3 separate regions of the Mus musculus genome follow, and regions 1 and 2 are each linked to region 3. Evidence: chromatin contacts called from public capture Hi-C and promoter capture Hi-C data. All regions are on one chromosome and are shown on one strand. The core of a region is the stretch at or near the end of the contact, and the rest is flanking DNA. Distances in the headings are between cores, read along the strand shown. Region 1 has its middle 57 kb from the start of Gm2788. Region 2 holds the start of Csrp3 (cysteine and glycine-rich protein 3). Region 3 holds the start of Nav2 (neuron navigator 2).

Region 1 (3,047 bases), core at 34-2,533, 310 kb before region 3:
ATGGAAGTGCTCCGATCTGGGGGCAATCCTCTCTCTATATTATTCAGCCCAATTGTGTAGTGTTTGCTGCTTTGTGTCACATGACATGCTGAAGTAGGGCCCAGTGACATGAACTTGAATAGGACTTGATTTCTGCCGCAACCTCACAATTAAGTTGAAGGGTCACTTTGTTCAGATACTTGTTGTACACACATTTCTTACAATCTATGGCAAAAAAAAAAAGTTGCAATGTGAAAGTGGGGTCTAGAGAGACACAGGACAAGGGCAGAGCCACGTGGAGGATGGGTGAGGTTGGGTATGGGAGTGAGCAGCTGTGGACTTGCTGAGCAGCACCACATTTGAATCACAGCCGGGGTGCTTAGAAAGCCTTGGAAAACATACCCTGTCTGAATCTAGAAAGGGTTACAGATTCAACCTTTGTTCTTAAAAGGTTCACAGTCTGGTGAAAAACACACCCAGGTGTCCTGGCCAGAAAGCAGAGCATCTCTCTATGATCTCCCTCCTCACTCCTCAAGCTGTCAGTCAGCACATGTGGTCCACTCTCCAAGGGTTATGTATGGTGGTACCCATAAAATTCAGGTAGCATTAGGAATAGGAGGTGGAGAGTGAGGGTGCTGTAATGCAGTGAGAACAATCCAGTAAGAGGAAATCTTACTACTTTTCTACTTGTTATATATATATATATATATATGTGTGTGTGTGTGTGTGTGTGTGTGTGTGTGTGTGTGTGTGTATGTGTGAGCGTGTGTATATGTATTAGGAGAAATATTAGACAACCTTTAATATATATGTGAATATGAAGTCTCAATTTTATATATTATATGGGATTTTAATATTAAAACATATATATGTATATATATGTGTGTGTATGTATATGTATATATATATATATATATATATATATATATATATATATATATATATATATATATATAGTAGAAAAATCCAGCACCATCTTTAACAAGGAAAATAAGCCAGTCACAGAGAGAGAAAGAGGCTTTCTTAGACATCAACTATACCTGCAACACCAACCCTAGAATATGAAAAGGAAGACTTATGCACTTAGAGGAGCAAAGATGGAGACCACCTGCAGAAAGTAACGTCATAAGGAACTTTTTCAGCCAGCTAAGTAGAAATTAGCACCAGACATGCCACCAAGAGGAAGCTCACCATCCTGAAGCCTGTGGAGGACAAAACCCACAAAGCCTTCCCAGGGGCTGATGTGGGCTGTGGGTAAGGCACGCATGCGCACTGCCAGTCTTGCTTCCGTTCTGTTGTGGTTAGAGATGGTGGGTTCCTCGGCTGGAGTGTGAACCATTCTCATGCAGCTGGGGACTCGTGTGCTGCTGTCTGATCAGAGGCGGGCGCATGAGCATCTCACACACCCGGATTAGCACTTGGGCAAGGCTAGATCTACAGAAGGGGAGGCATCGAAACAGCTGCAGGTAGCATGTGGCTTGTGTTCTGAAGTGGTCCTTTTCCGCTTTCTTTCCTGATGAAATCTAAATCTTGAGAAGAGCAAGCTCTCTTGAGGTAGAGAAGTAAGTGTAGACTCTCTCAAGGGTCTCTGAGTATTACGAGGTGCAGAATAGATCATGAAGTCATGTCCTGACTGCGCTCCCCTTTGGCCCCCTGTAAGTACAGACCTATATAATTCAACCTACTCTTTTATGTTTTCTATCTCAAGGATATTCTGCAATGTCATCTGTTCTCATGCAAAAAATAATTACTTTTCATGTTGAGACTGATGTAAGAAAGACTTAACTTTGCTTGAGAGTTTGGTGGAGAAAGCATGAAGGTGGAAATATTAGTCAGCCGCTTACATGGTAACTATACTCCCAAAGCAGAGAGCAGACAGGAAACGGGGCAGGGCTATTAAGCCTCAGGACTGGCCCAGTGACCCACTTCCATCTGTTAAGTCTCCAGAGGTTCCACAACCTTCCTAAACAGCGCCCCCAGCTGGGGACCAAGGGTTAAAACAAATGAACAAAAACCGTTTACATCATAACAGGACACAAGCATTCTAAATTAAAATGTGAACTCTTTTCCTTTTTGAAGATGCTACTGAAAATTCACATGTTGCAATTGATCCTTGATGCTTGTAAAATCCTGAGTAAAAAAATACCCATGGAATCTTCCTCCTGACTTCCTTTTCTGCCTATTGGGAGCCACAGAGGTGTCACCCAGATATGTAGGTGCAGTCAGAGTCTGTCTCTTCTACCATGTTTAAAACCTCTTTAGCATCTTCTAAATTCAATTCAACAAAGCTTAAACCATCCTCTGTATTCTCTTCTCTTCTCTTCTCTTCTCTTCTCTTCTCTTCTCTTCTCTTCTCTTCTCTTCTCTTCTCTTCTCTCCTCTCCTCTCCTCTCCTCTCCTCTCCTCTCCTCTCCTCTCCTCTCCTCTTCTCTTCTCTTCTTTTTTTTTTTCTTTTGAGACAGGGTCTCACCATTTGTTCTGACTGCCAGAGAATTCACTATGTAGATTAGGCTGGCCTCGAACTCATGGAGATCTGCTGGGATTAAAGGCATGTTCCACCACACCAGGTGCCATTTTTAATTTTTGGGGGGGCAGGTATTTGAAATACAACTTTTTTTTTTTCTAATTCTAAACAAAAGAAAGGGACTGACAGGTATGAACAAGATCTGACCACTGAACATTGCAATGTGACTGTAGCAGTCTTATCTTTGAAATTTGGGGAGGAAACAACTGTGTTCCAAAGAGCTAAATACGCAAGTTCCACTCATGACCCCAGCCCCCAAAACCAAAGGTATGTTTTAACTGCTGCGTTCACTTGGAAGCGCATTCATCTCCCATCTGTCCATCCATCCATCCATCCATCCATCCATCCATTCGTCCATCCATCCATCCATCCATCCATCCATCCATCCATCCATCCGTCCATCCATTCAGTATCCCATAAAAGCACACATTCTGCTTGGCTAGCCCAGGTGGCACATACTCTGACATCCCAGGCCAGTTGCCTGTAAAAGCTAGACGTCTGACACAGAGGCCCAGCTCCACTTTCTCACTGCTCACCCTCAACC
Region 2 (2,984 bases), core at 291-2,790, 400 kb before region 3:
TTTTGTATGTCCAGGCAGACACTAAGCCCTGGCTCAGCTATACCTCCTCTTAACCGTGGGAGCTCCTCACACTGAACACCAAGGAGAGGGTTATTCAGAAATAAATCAAAGCCAAATCAGGAAACTCTCCACATTTTCTGGGACATAAAACAGTTTTACACACACTGCAATGAACTGGTTGAACGATGGAGCATTTTGTAATGGAGAGGGCTGTGGTCATTTCATGCAGATGGCCATCGCCTTGCTTCCTATGAGATAGCCCTGGTCTTTGTTTTGTAAAAGCCAGCATAGCATGCTCCTCTTACCTTGTTTCCCTTAATGCTCAGCCCTCAAAGGAAACTGAGTATGCAGACTACCCCCATTCCCCTACTCTACTTCGCGGCTTGTGCCTCCCTCTGCTCTAGCCCTGAGCTAGGAGGCAGTCCATACTGCTTATTAACTGGCGTTGCACCACACCACAATTAGACGAGCGCCCTCCAATGGTTACCCAGCTCCCCCATGGAGGGGTCACCACCATGGCTAAGGGCCAGAACAGACGTCAGAGGTGGCAGCTTTGATCTGCACAGCATCCAGGCCATTGCTTAAAACCATGTCTTGTTCTCATTGACTGGATATTGAAAAGAAACCCTTGATTGAGACCTGGAGAGAATACTGGGAGTCACCTCTCATCACGGGCAAGGAATTCATCTTCCCATTTAATAAGAGGTTGTAATGAGGTTTCAGCATCATGATGTCTTTTCTAAGGACCAGTTTTGATTAATTTTAGACAGCTAAAAGCATGCCTGTGGCTGAACATCTTTGGTGTGTGTTTATTTTAAAACAACCAATCTGGGATCTCATTCATCCACCCACACCTTGTGAGCAGCAGCGTTTCATGAACTGAGGTGGGAAAGGTGCTCTTCTGTGCTATCGGATATCTGACAGATCTGATATACTATACAGTTGTCTCATAACCATATAGCAATGTGGAGTTTAAATAATGTCACTACTTTCCTATCAAACCCTTGAAGGAAAAGTGAGCAAGACCCCTCCTTAGAGCTACTCATTTGTGTCTTCTGTGGCCGATCTGAGGCTGCGGTGTACATCTGAACTTCATCTTACTCTGCTTTCCTGTCATCTGCCTCAGAAGATGGGACCATTCCACTATGACAATGACTTTAGACCCAGATTAATCCCATGCCCATTGCTCCCAACTTTTTGTTTTGTTTTGCTTTGTTTTTAGGGTGCCAGGAAATCAAATGCAGACCTTCACACATGCTCCCCAAGTCCTGCCACCCAATATCAATCATACTTTTAGGAAGTTCAAAACTAATGCTAGAGCTGTATATGGGTCAAGTATATAAACTTGATCCTCCTCATCTGTAGCCAGGGTGGGTGCTGAGACTTGGTTGTAAAATATGCCTCCACTGTATAGGACTCCGTAAAGTCCCATCCAGTCACCCAGTCAGTCAGCCAGCCCGCCCAAATGCCTGTTGTGGTCTACTTACCTGCCTGCCTGTGTGGTCTCTGCCGGCTCAACTGAGTAAGGGGACTCTTGTCCTCTTTAAATATATAGAGGCTGTCACCAGTCTTGGCTCGCTGAGGGAAGGGCAGTGGGGAGGCTGAGGAGAGGGGGTGAATAAGACACGAGTAACACAATTGCCAAAAATAGCCCGTGACCAAAGCCCTTAGTTGTGTTCCCCACCCCACCCCCCATGCCAGCCGGGAGCCTCCCGGAGAACAATATCAGTTGGGTTCTATTTTAATTGCCATTTGCCTAAGGCACCAAGGGATGCATTTGTGAAGTGTACAGCTTCTGACTGAAGACTTCGACTTGTACAAAGGGTTTTATATTTAAAATCATTTTTGCAACACTCCCTTCCACACACCCCCACCCCCATGCCCTGCCTGTTCTGGAAATCAGTGCAGGCTACCTGCAAATGGATCATGAGCCATGCCTGGGAGCCCTTTGGAATTCCAAGACCCAGGTCATTGCACTGTGAGAACTCAGAGCTAAAAATAAGAGTGATGGGGGCCTGGCGCACACTTAACTAATCTCTTCAAGGAGGGCGTGTGGGGAGGTGGGACTGACATCAGCTAATCATCAAAGGCCTGTGTATCTAATGAAGAAATGTTTTCTCTCAAGTTTTGAGTCACTATATTGATTAATGGAATATTTCATGGTTTAGACCAGGGCTTGTGGTAATTTCACAAAGATGGGCATAGCATTGCTTTATAAGAAATCTGCTCCATCTGTGTTATCATGGGGAACAGCATAGCTTATTCGTCTGAGATATAAAGCAGAGATGACTGCCCTGCAAGGTCGGGGGATCTTAAGGATTCTTGTAGGATGGCAGTGTTTAAAGTTGAGAGAAAGAGAGAGAGAGAGAGAGAGAGAGAGAGAGAGAGAGAGAGAGAGAGAGAGAGAGAGTGAGTTATAGTTCAGTCCTTGAGGTGAAAGCTAGATGATCAGAAGTTACCATTCTCAGCCATATAACATGTTCGAAGCCAGCCTCTGCCTCAAAAAAAAACAAACAAACATATCAAAAACTTTGAAATAAAACAAAACCCATCAAAATTTTGTGTGCTTTTGACACCAATATTTTTTAACATAATTAATGTTGAATGGGACATCAACACATAAAGTCAATAAAACAAGATTAAAAATGTAACTTTTTAATGTTACATTTTAAAATCTGAGCATTAGAATGTCCTGGGTCAATTCATTAAGAGAGTCTATTCTATATGGACTTTACCAAATTCTTACATAGCCAAAAGGGTCTCAGCTGTGACAAATCTAAGTTTCCCAGGACAGGCTTCTCTGAAACCACAGGCATGTAGGCAAGTCTTCTCTTTTATGTCTTTCTGTGATCTTCCTTCTGTGTATATGTGGTCAGTCGCATGCTTTCTTATAAGGATACCAGTTATATTGGATAAGAGCCTACTCCTATGACCCAGTTCTTTCTCTGAAGCTCCTGTTTCCAAATACAGCACAACATCCTGAG
Region 3 (3,040 bases), core at 87-2,586:
AGCGAGCAAACTGCCCACCACTGAGCTACATCTCCAGCTCCTTTTTACATTTTATTTGAACAAAGAGGATCATTAAATTGACCTCAACCTGGGATCCTCCTGCCTCAGCCTCTAAAGTAGCAGAAATTACAAGCTTACACCCCCATTCCTGGCCACATTAGAGTTTTGCCAGGTAAGTTTGAGAATGATATAGCCCATATCATTAGGATGAGTGAAATTCAACCCTATGGATGTTACAACTTCAGGCTATAGGATAGGAAGAAAGTGACAACATCTGTCCTAGACACAGAAAAGTGGCTTAAAGAGATGACAGTGGGACATACTCCGGTGGGTTCATTAATAATAAAGACAGATTTTTTTTTTCTGGTCCCCTACACTGCCAGACACTATCTCATTTAGCTGGGCAGTGCTTTTAGGGAAAAGTACTCAAACCTCCACTTGACTTGCATGAGACACAGTGTTAGGTCTATAAAGATGGAGGAACTTCCCAATTCAAATCCAAACTGATCTCTAAGGTGGGTGTCCTTGAAGATCAGCCCCATGCACCCTGTCTGCACTTTCTATTTTCCCTTCAGTCCTCAGACCCTGAGTCAGAGAGAGAAAGGAAGGCCTTCATGAAACCATGAAACCAGGGCAGGTTTAGCCTCAGCCTGCCCGGGTCACCAAGCCACTCTAATTACAGTCTGTGGTAGGTGGCAAGGAGGAGCTGTCTTGGGGCGCGAAGCTTCCCCGGCCATTGTATCAGCCTATAAATATTTCAAATACTTAAGTGCAACGTGCAACCTTTGAATGTCGCAGAGGAAGCTGTTGGGACGCCCCTGAGCCCACCCGGAAAGAAGAAATGGCTGGAGTGTCCTTCAGGCGGGGGACAAGGAGACCCGCCCAGTCATTCCCAATGGAGGTGCAGAGAGGTTGGGGCGTGCCTCCGGAACCCGCAAACCGTTGAGATGACCCGAGCGATTTGAAAAAGAGAAACTGATTTCCCCAACACATGCCTGGGGGTGGAAGGAGGCGGGAATCTACAACCCAACGGCGTTTTCAAAGGCGGCTCCGGGGACGCAGGGGTGGCGGCCCGCGGGGAGGCGCGCGCCGGGGCCGTGCCGCAGAGCGGCCACCAGCTCGCTTTGTACTTGCGGCCAAGCGCGGCCCCAGAGTTTCGGCGGCGGCCCCGCGGAGTTGAGGCCACGCCCCCTTGCAGTGCGAGTCGCGACCGCGGATTGGTCCGCGGCTAACCAATAGGCGCGCGGGAACGGCCCGGGCTGTCAGCGCGCGCCGCAGCCGGTCCTCCCCTGCGTCCAGCCCTGCAGCCCGCGCTGCCTTCCCCCGAGCTCAGCTTAGCGCAGCGCTGCCAGCCTGGCCAGCTGCGCGTCCTGGTGCCCGCGCTCTGTCACCACCGCCGTGCTGCGCTGGAGCGCACGGAGCATGGCCAGAGCCGCAGAAGCTCAGGTGCTTGGTGTTCGAGGGGCTTGTGAGCATCGGTGATCGGCTGTCACGCCCAGACAGACCTGTCTGCGGAGATCGCCCAGAGTCTGCCTAGGCGCGGGTGACCCTGTGGCGCGTTTGCTGGGTGACAGCCGCTTCGCGGTTGATACGTCTTGGGCTCCGTGCGTCCTCCGTCTCCCCATCCTCTGCTCTTTTGCTCCAAGGTTCACACCCGCAGGCTCCAGAGCGCGACGTGTGCGTCCCCGTAGCCGGTGTCTCTTCCTAAGGAGCCTTCTCACTTCGGAGACGCAATGACAAGTTAATATGGGCGTCCACGCCTCGGTTTCCCAGGAGAAGAATTGCCAGAGGCAGCGGTCCCCGAGAACCCAGAGCTTCTGAACAGGCCTCCCGCTGCGACATCCGCGCAGGTGGGACCTGCTGAGGGCAGTGACTAGCCCGCCACCCGGCAGGCGCACTCGCAGGATTTCCCCAGTTCCCCGACCCGGGGATTCTGTTTTTTGGGTTTTTTTTTTTTTTTCTTCCACTGTTGGTGGGCGCCTCGCGGGCCGAGGCCCGGCGCCTACTCGGCTGCCCGCGCTGCCTTTAGCGGTCGCCTCCGCCGCCGCTGCCAGGGACGTGCTGGGAAAGCCAAAGCCCCGGGAGAAGATGCCGGCCATCCTGGTAGCCTCCAAAATGAAATCGGGACTGCCCAAACCCGTGCACAGCGCCGCGCCCATCCTGCACGTGCCCCCGGCCCGGACTGGTCCTCAGCCCTGCTATCTTAAGTTGGGAAGCAAGGTGGAGGTGAGCAAGACGGCCTACACTAGCCAAATCCCCCTGAAATCGCAGGGGCTGCAGGAGCCGACGGGGGAGGGGCTCCCGTTGCTGAAGAGCAGCTCTCTGGAGAACGGGTTCGATACCCAGGTGAGCAGTGCTATGTGCTGGGGCACTATTACAGGGTGGGAGTGATGGATGATCCTTCATGAGGGAGGAGGACGGTTGCCTTGAGGAGAGGCTACCATAATGTGATTGGAGAGAGGAAGCATACCCCTTATGCTGCCAGATTGGAAGGATACATTGGTCAGTGGGTGTGGCCAGGAGGGGTTTAGCTGGCCAGGGTGCCAGAGGCTCTCCCGGGGAGCTCTGCAAAGCTAAGGCGTGCTGGCAGCCAGCTGCTTCTATGGGGCTGGAGCAGGTGTAGGGGTGCTTTCAAAAAAATGCATGCTGACATTGGAAATGTTAAGGGCCATCAGTGCCGAGCGCTTGGCCCCAAGAGGATGGGTATCTGCTGTTGTGATGTGTGTCTATACTCAGGTTGTAACCCCAAGGAGTGGCCTGGTGCCTTGATGGGTTGGGTACTACCTGGCTCAGCTGTGAGATCTAGGACAAGGGATACTGAGTGGTTGCCCTGAACTTAACCCTCCTCCTAGCTTGAAGATGGCTGGTCTCTGCCCCATCATTAGGGAGAAGGGATTCTGGCCAGGTGCTGCCAACTGCTAGCTGCTACAGACTCCTAGTAACTGGGGTGGCTTGGCTGTCTCAGAATGGCTGCTGTAGCTAAGCCCCTCCTTCTTGGGTAGTCTATGCTGCCAGCGTTGGTATCTCTGGTGATTAGGGA

The links. Promoter capture Hi-C pulls out the DNA fragments that hold promoters and counts their contacts. Capture Hi-C pulls out chosen DNA fragments and counts their contacts.
Region 1: a promoter capture Hi-C map of pre-B cells shows a contact between it and region 3, with 4 times the contacts expected there. The contact joins the enhancer-like site here to the promoter of Nav2 in region 3. A contact is called at or near these places in 5 of 39 promoter capture datasets (cranial neural crest, frontonasal cranial neural crest, liver and 2 more), 1 of 484 Hi-C or Micro-C datasets (B cells), 2 of 115 datasets of contacts at active chromatin or transcription factors (SST interneurons and bone marrow-derived macrophages) and 1 of 9 other capture datasets (embryonic stem cells).
Region 2: a contact with region 3 is called in a capture Hi-C map of macrophages, with 2.8 times the contacts expected there. The contact joins the promoter of Csrp3 here to the promoter of Nav2 in region 3. A contact is called at or near these places in 5 of 39 promoter capture datasets (cranial neural crest, embryonic stem cells, frontonasal cranial neural crest and 2 more), 2 of 484 Hi-C or Micro-C datasets (the HL-1 cell line and cardiomyocytes), 4 of 115 datasets of contacts at active chromatin or transcription factors (cardiomyocytes, embryonic stem cells, forebrain and 1 more) and 2 of 9 other capture datasets (liver and macrophages).

What each region holds. Positions count from the first base shown.
Region 1 is chr7:48,936,473-48,939,519 of GRCm38.p6, forward strand. It overlaps the pseudogene Gm18559. Among named protein-coding and RNA genes, the nearest start is that of Gm2788, 57 kb to the left of the region's middle. Within about 2 kb of position 1,284, at least 66 of the 459 cell types and tissues checked have an H3K27ac peak or open chromatin away from gene starts, as enhancers often do. A contact at or near this core is called in bone marrow-derived macrophages and pre-B cells, where this site is marked.
Region 2 is chr7:48,846,511-48,849,494 of GRCm38.p6, forward strand. Csrp3 (cysteine and glycine-rich protein 3) reads right to left here and starts at 1,541. Exons shown (of 6, transcript NM_001198841.1): 1 at 1,488-1,541.
Region 3 is chr7:49,244,853-49,247,892 of GRCm38.p6, forward strand. Nav2 (neuron navigator 2) reads left to right here and starts at 1,337. Exons shown (of 39, transcript NM_175272.3): 1 at 1,337-2,346. The coding sequence starts at 2,089.